Regions from separate parts of the Macaca mulatta genome. Here region 1 is linked to region 2. The links are chromatin contacts, called in public Hi-C maps. All regions are on one chromosome and are shown on one strand. Each heading gives the region's core, a stretch centred on a gene start, on an enhancer-like site or on the middle of the called end of the contact. The rest is flanking DNA. Distances are from core to core; before and after follow the strand shown.

Region 1 (3,307 bases), core at 626-3,125, 220 kb before region 2:
GTCAGAATTTCTCTGAACCTAAGCTTTCTCATCTATGAGAAAGGAATAGTATCCTAATAAGAATTACTACTCCACACTAATGCACTTTGCCAGACCTAGCACCTAGCATAGCGCCCGACACATAGTAAGTGTTCAATAAAAGTCTGTTGAGTGAGTGAGCGAGTGAACTGACAAAAAAAAAAGTAGAGGAAAAAGGCTTTCCATACCCCATGTGGTTGCCTTCTCCCCAACCCCAGCCTCAATCAGCTGGTGCCCTGGAGGCCCCTCTGCAGACTCAGCCCCTCCCAGTGCCTCATTCCTGGTGGGTGGGTTCCAGGTCCTAGGGCTGCCTCGTCCAATGCAGCAGCCACTGTCACATGTGGCTACTGAGCACGTGATACGTGGCAAGTCCAAACTCAGGTTTGCTGTAAGTGTAGGATACACAACAGTTTTTGAAGACATCGTACCCTCTAAAAAAGGAATGTAAAATATCTCATTTAATTTTTATATTGGTAACGGGTTGAAATAATATTGTGGACATACGGGGTTCAGTAAAATATGTAATTAAAACTCACTTCACCCACCTCTGTCTACTTTTTTAATGTGTTACTAGAAAATGTAAGATGACATGTGGCATGTCTCTGTGGCCTATGCTACATTTCTATTAGACACCAGAGGTCTGGAAGACACTACAGATCCCAGTCCCCCATCCCCCGCCTTTCCTACCCTGGTCCTCTCACTTCCCATCCAGATGACAGGGCTGCCAGTGTGGTGTTTGGGAGAGGGGCCCCCTGGACTGGAAGCAGGGACTGAGTTCCAGTCCCTCCCAGTGCACTCAGACCTAGGGCACAGGATGGGGCATCTGCCTCAGTTTCCCCTATCCTCCCCCCACTTCTGCATCTGGCCTGGTCCTGCCCCATTCCTCCCCACCTCCTGAGACCTGACCAGGCCATCCTTTATGCTTATCTCTTGGATCCTGGAATCACCCCATGGTCTCATTCCTGAACCAGAAAGGCACCTGAATAGGGCCACAGCCACCAACTCAGAAGTCCCTGGGGGGCTCAGCCGTGTGTCCAACACCTCCACTTTAACCCGGCCAGTCAACTCGCCTTCCACACCTCACTCTCCCCTTGCACTTTTCTCCTTCCCTTAGGCCACTCCTCTAGTCCAGGCCTCATCCATTCACTCAGCAAGTATCTACTGAGCCCCGGTGTACCAGGCACTCTTGTTGGTCCTTAATATACTTCAGTGAACGAGGCAGACAAACCCCTCAGCTCTCATGAGCTGGCATCCCAGTGAGGAAAACAGAGAATAAACAAGAAACTGAAGACAAGTACATGGTACATGTTAGAAGGTGTAAATGCTAATGAGGAAAAAGAATAGAGCTGGGTAAGGAAGATTGGCACCACACTGACCTCCCTGCCTCCAGGCTGACCTCTGACCCATCCTCCATGGGCTGCTGGAGGGATCTCAGCTCCAGCCATGCTACTTCCCTGCTTCGAAGCCCTCACTGGCTCCCCAGTGCCTCCCGGTGAAGGTCCAAGCTCCTTAGCCCAGTATGCAGAGCGTCCCCATGATCTGGCCCTGCCAATCTCATCTTCCTGCCAGCAGCTCCACGGCATGCTCTCCAGCACCACCCTGCCTTTCCCTCTGCCGAGAATGCCCTTCTCACATTCCTATGTCAGTAGGCTTGTGCTCACCCTTAAAGGCTCCTCTCACTGCCACATGTGTCACACTAAAGGCTCCTCTTACTGTCACATGGAGACCCACATGTGTGGGCAGGTTTGCGCCCACACATGTGAGTCTCTCCATGTTCTAGGCCTGTGTGCATGCTGCAGCTACACACCTGCCACTGCCATAGCTCTCACATGCATGTGCAGATTCTCTGTGAGCAGGCACGCCACATTCCCTTGCGTGCTCCTCCTCCTTGGAGAGGCCCTGTCAGGGGCAGGGGCTGCCCAGGTATGTCTGACTTCCTAAAGCCTTAGCGGGAACAGGCGCTGTGATTCAGGAAGTCGCCATGGCAACCGCCGGGCCCTCCTGCCATCTCCTGCAATCAGCGCTGGGACCCGGCCACCCGCTGGGCTTCCTGGAGATTCATTCTCTATGATTTGAGGCTGGGGGGAAGAGGCATGGAGGAGTCTCTTAACCCCCTGGCCCCCGCCCTTCCTACCCTGGTCCTCTCTCTTCCCATCCAGGATGGCAGGGCTGCCAGGCTGGAACGGTGTGGTGTTTGGGAGAGGGGTCTCCTGGACTGGAAGCAGGGACTGAGTTCCAGTTCCAAATAAGAACTTGTGTGGCCTTGGATAGATCCCTTCCTCTCTCTGCGCCTCCGTTTCCTCCCCCATGAGATGCCTCTCTTGTAGGGTCTCTGTGGGGTCTGGGGCAGTAACGTGGCATGTATTAGATGTTCAGTTAATGCTGTCATAGAAACTGAAGGTCTAAAACAATCCATTGCTTTTACCGAGTTTTAGGGCACTCTCCCATCTGTTCGTCTGCAACAGCCCTTGAGGTGAGCTTTTTCATGTCAATTTGACAGAAGAAGAGCCTAAGTTCAGAGAGGTGGAGAGAAGGAGGTGGTGGGAGAAGTCTGGGGTTGCTGGGGAGCCCCAGGGAAAAGACTGTCTGGGAAGGATGGTGCTTGGGATGGTTCTTTCTCTGCCAGCATACACAGATGACCCTGCCTCCCTTCCACTTCCTGACAAGAATCTGGCCCTCATCTCAGGCTGGAGCTGGGGAGGTGGGGGGGCCTCCTAAATCCCAGGGACCTCCTCAATAGAAAGAGCCCTGACTGGAGGCAGGAGGCCTGCGTTCCAATCCTAACTGGCTGTGTGACCTGCGGGAAGGGGAAAGGGGCAAGGGGTCACTTGACATGTCTGAGCCCCCTAGATTAGAGGATAAGCCAGATGACCCTAAGGGCACATCCTGCTCACATGGGCTGGGGTTCCTAGTCTAGATCAAGACAAGCTTTTGGGACATTGCAATCCTGGGCTATGGTGACCTGTGAGTTTGCCCAATACCATGGCACAGACCTCTCCCACAGACAGATGGGCCTGGCCTCACACATGCTCTTGGAGAGACTGGAAACAGGACAGTGTCTTTGTTCTCCCAGCTCCACCAGGGTTTGAGTTTCTTCATCATGATGCTGCAGTGTCTATTTCTCCATCTCTCTCCAGTCTTTGCTGGGAAAGTCACCCCTAGCGAGAGAAGAGGCACCACGTTTGCCACTAGCCTCGGGCCGCTTTCATGCCCATGGTCCCACCTAATCCCTACAACCACTCTGCCAAGTAGACCTTACTTCCTGCATTTCATGGGTGAGGAAATGAAG
Region 2 (3,259 bases), core at 462-2,961:
CTTACAGATGGGGAAACAGAAGCTTGCCACAGGTTAGATAATGGTGAAGCCAGGATTCAAACTCAGGTGATCTGACTGGTGTGAACTTTTGGCTGCCAGGCTAAATGAATAGAACCTGTTGCATAGGCCTGTCCGAAGGATTGAAGGAGGTCATCCACCCAGCACTGCATATGGCATGTAGTAATCACTTGGTAAATGTTATTGCTATTATTTGCATGTAGATATGGGACACATAGAACAGCTACAAGAATGTTTGGGAAATGGGTATGTAGTATATTTGTGAGAGACAGATGTGTAGGTGTGTTTGTGTGGTGTGTATAGACATACATTTACACAAGGTTTATGACACATGTATTTGGGTATATGAATATATGATATATTTTACATGATGAACACAAGGCATGTAAATCCATGTCTTATGATGTCTTTGGATGTACTGTATCGATATGTGGCTTATGAAATTAGACAAGCACATACTTGAGGGGTGTGATACACATATGGTCTACCTGGGGTCTGCATATGTATACATCTAAGCTGCAGGCATGGGCATAAATGTGCACATGGCACACAGTAGGACACCTGTGTGCATAGAAGTGATACATATTATAGATACAGATGCCATAGAGAGAGATCAGATGTAGGCCAGGTGGTGGCTTATGCCTGTAATCCCAGCACTTTGGAAGACTGAGGCAGGTGGATCACTTGAGCCCAGGAGTTCAAGACCAGCCTGGGCAACATGGCGAAACCCTTCTCTACAAAAAATAGAAAAATTAGCTAGGTGCGGTGGTGTGCACCTGTAGTCCCAGCTACTCAGGAGGCTAAGGCAAGAGAATTGCTTGAGCCTGGGAGGTGGAGGTTGCAGTGAGCTGAGATTGTGCCACTGCACTTCAGCCTGGGTGATGGGAGTGAAACCCTGTCTCAAAAAAAAAAAAAAAAAAAAATGCATGTAGCAGATATAGTATGCATGTAACATATTAGACTATGTACATACTGTATACCATGCATTTATATGGTCTAGTATGTGCAGATGTATGTGAGGTGCTTATGCATGGGGTATTTATAGGCATGTGGATGTAAGCAGAGTGTGTTTGTGTAATACATATTCTTGGAGGTATATATTGTATATACTTTTGAGATATATCTGTTTGTGATACGTATTTTGTGCATCTTTGCTCCAGTGTCACCTTAAGTTAAAATATCCATAGCCACCCTGTTTAAAACAGTCCCAATTTCCCACCACAGTCCCTTCTTCCCTTTTCTCCATGAAAGTGTCGATTTTTAATATACCATATAATGCAGTAATTTAGTATGTTCTGTTGTTTCCTCCCTCACTAGAGCATAAACTTCAGAAGTCCAAAGCTCTTAGTTTTTGTTGTATTGGCCACCATCAATTACAGCCCACTGCAGCTTGTAACTCATGGGCTCAAGCGCTCCTCCCTCCTCACCTTCCCGAGTAGCTGGGATTACAGGCGCGCGCTACCACGCCTGGCCAGCTTTTCTGTTTGTTCACGCTGGACCCCCAGTGCCTGGCACAGGGCCTGGCCCCTGGTAGATGCCCACCCACTCAGCCACCACGTGTGGAAGCAACACATGGATGTCGGCGCAGGCAATGCGGCTGTGTGGGGCACGTGAAGCGTGCAGTGGAGACTTAGGTGCATGGCACAGACACGCATGTCACAAGGGGTGCGACCAGCAGAAGGCGTGTGCGCGCGCCTGAGTACATGACGGTCGCCTGCCCGCTGCCGCCTGGCTATCGCTAGGTCACCTCGCACCCTCGCCCGGCAGCCCTCGGTGGGCTGCCCCGGCAATCTCCCGGGGCGCGACCCCCTGTACCCCGGGCTGCCGTCATTTTCCGGCGGCCGCAGGGCGGGGAGTGAGCTGGCCGCGGCCCGGCTGGGCCGGCAGGAAGCGCGCATTGTTTGCGGGCCGCGGCCCAGCAGGGAGTTCCCGGCCCCGCGAAGACATAAAAGGAGAAAGAGCGCCCGCGGTGCGGCCCGGGCGGCCGGGGGAAGCGCGGCCCCGCGCTCCGCTGACCCTGGTGTCCATTCCCGGCTCCGCCCCTTGGCTTCGATGCACGGGTTCGAATCCCGGCTCGCCGCATCCCTGAACCTGGGAAATAAACGTTGTCTGCTGGAAGCCTATCTCAGGGAAGACCCACGTGCTCGCCCCCTCCACTCTCCGCGTCCAGTTTCCTGCCCTGCTAAAAACCCAACAGTCTCCTGAAAAGAGAAGGTGCACAGTGAAACCCAGGATTTCGGAGAACGGTTTCACCAGCTAGGAAACCTACCACTGTAGCTTGAGCCATGCCCCACATCTCTGGCCTAAAACACCCTCTTCTGAGGGGAACGTTATCTGCAGGCACTTTTATGGATGGGAAACTGAGGCCTGGAAGAGGAAAAACTTGCTCAAGGCCTTCAATCACAAAAACCCTATTGTGCAAAATTTTTACCAACTCAGGGACTTTCTCCCATGCTTAGAGGCGTAGCCACTTTCATGGTGGTTGTTGATTGAAAAACTGATGGAAGGATCACTTACTGGGTGAACCGGCGTCACACCTGATGCTTACTGAATCCTCACACCCCTTTTAGAGGTGGACATGAGTAAACTGAGGCCCAGAGAGATAAAGTGTCTTGCCCAAGCTGGTTAAGGAACGGGGCTCGTTGGCCTTGCTCTGGTTTGGGAGATATTACTCCTGACAATGCTGGCACCATAATCTTGGGCGGGGACATATTTGCATAAGGGTTAAGATCTAAACAAGTCAGGAAAAAGTAAGGAGTTAGCAACCCCACCCATTGCAGCCCAGCCCAGCCCATAGTATTAAGCCTGGATTGTCCTCTTGCCTCTTTGGGGGGAAAAGGTAGGAAAGGAAAAGGTTGAATCTTCACAGTTCCCACAGGGGCCCAGAGAGGTTAAGTGAGTGGCACCAGGTCACACAGCAAAATGGCTGTGAAACAGAGGCTCCACCCACACACAGCCAGACCTCTGTTTTTGGGGAGAACCCTCTTCTGCATTCTGAAATTCTGGGGACCTGTCCTGAGGTGTCTTCACCCACTGGGCCAGGAGATTCTGATTATGGAGAAACGGCCTACCCTCCACCCCTGTCCCTGCCCAGTCGGGGAACCCTACACCCGGGGGTAATTGAGATCAGATGCAGCTGTGGCTCACAGAATGCTCCCTAGGAACCTGGAAGCATTTATTGTCTGGAAGAGAATCCAGGGCCGTCCTCCCTCCCTTGCTGTCCCCTCCCCAGGCGGCCCAG

What was found. A called contact is a pair of places that touch in the nucleus more often than the background predicts.
Region 1: a Hi-C map of blood shows a contact between it and region 2, with 8 times the contacts expected there. The contact joins two enhancer-like sites. A contact is called at or near these places in 9 of 14 Hi-C or Micro-C datasets (CD4 T cells, blood, cortical neurons and 5 more).

The regions. Positions count from the first base shown.
Region 1 is chr15:36,071,874-36,075,180 of T2T-MMU8v2.0, reverse strand. All of the region lies in intron 1 of MORN5 (MORN repeat containing 5), which reads left to right. It overlaps NDUFA8 (NADH:ubiquinone oxidoreductase subunit A8), which reads right to left. Exons shown (of 4, transcript XM_077968089.1): 4 at 2,669-3,176. The coding sequence ends at 3,171. Among named protein-coding and RNA genes, the nearest start is that of NDUFA8, 28 kb to the right of the region's middle. Within about 2 kb of position 1,875, at least 6 of the 40 cell types and tissues checked have an H3K27ac peak or open chromatin away from gene starts, as enhancers often do.
Region 2 is chr15:35,847,918-35,851,176 of T2T-MMU8v2.0, reverse strand. No RefSeq gene overlaps it. Among named protein-coding and RNA genes, the nearest start is that of PTGS1, 24 kb to the right of the region's middle. Within about 2 kb of position 1,711, at least 7 of the 40 cell types and tissues checked have an H3K27ac peak or open chromatin away from gene starts, as enhancers often do.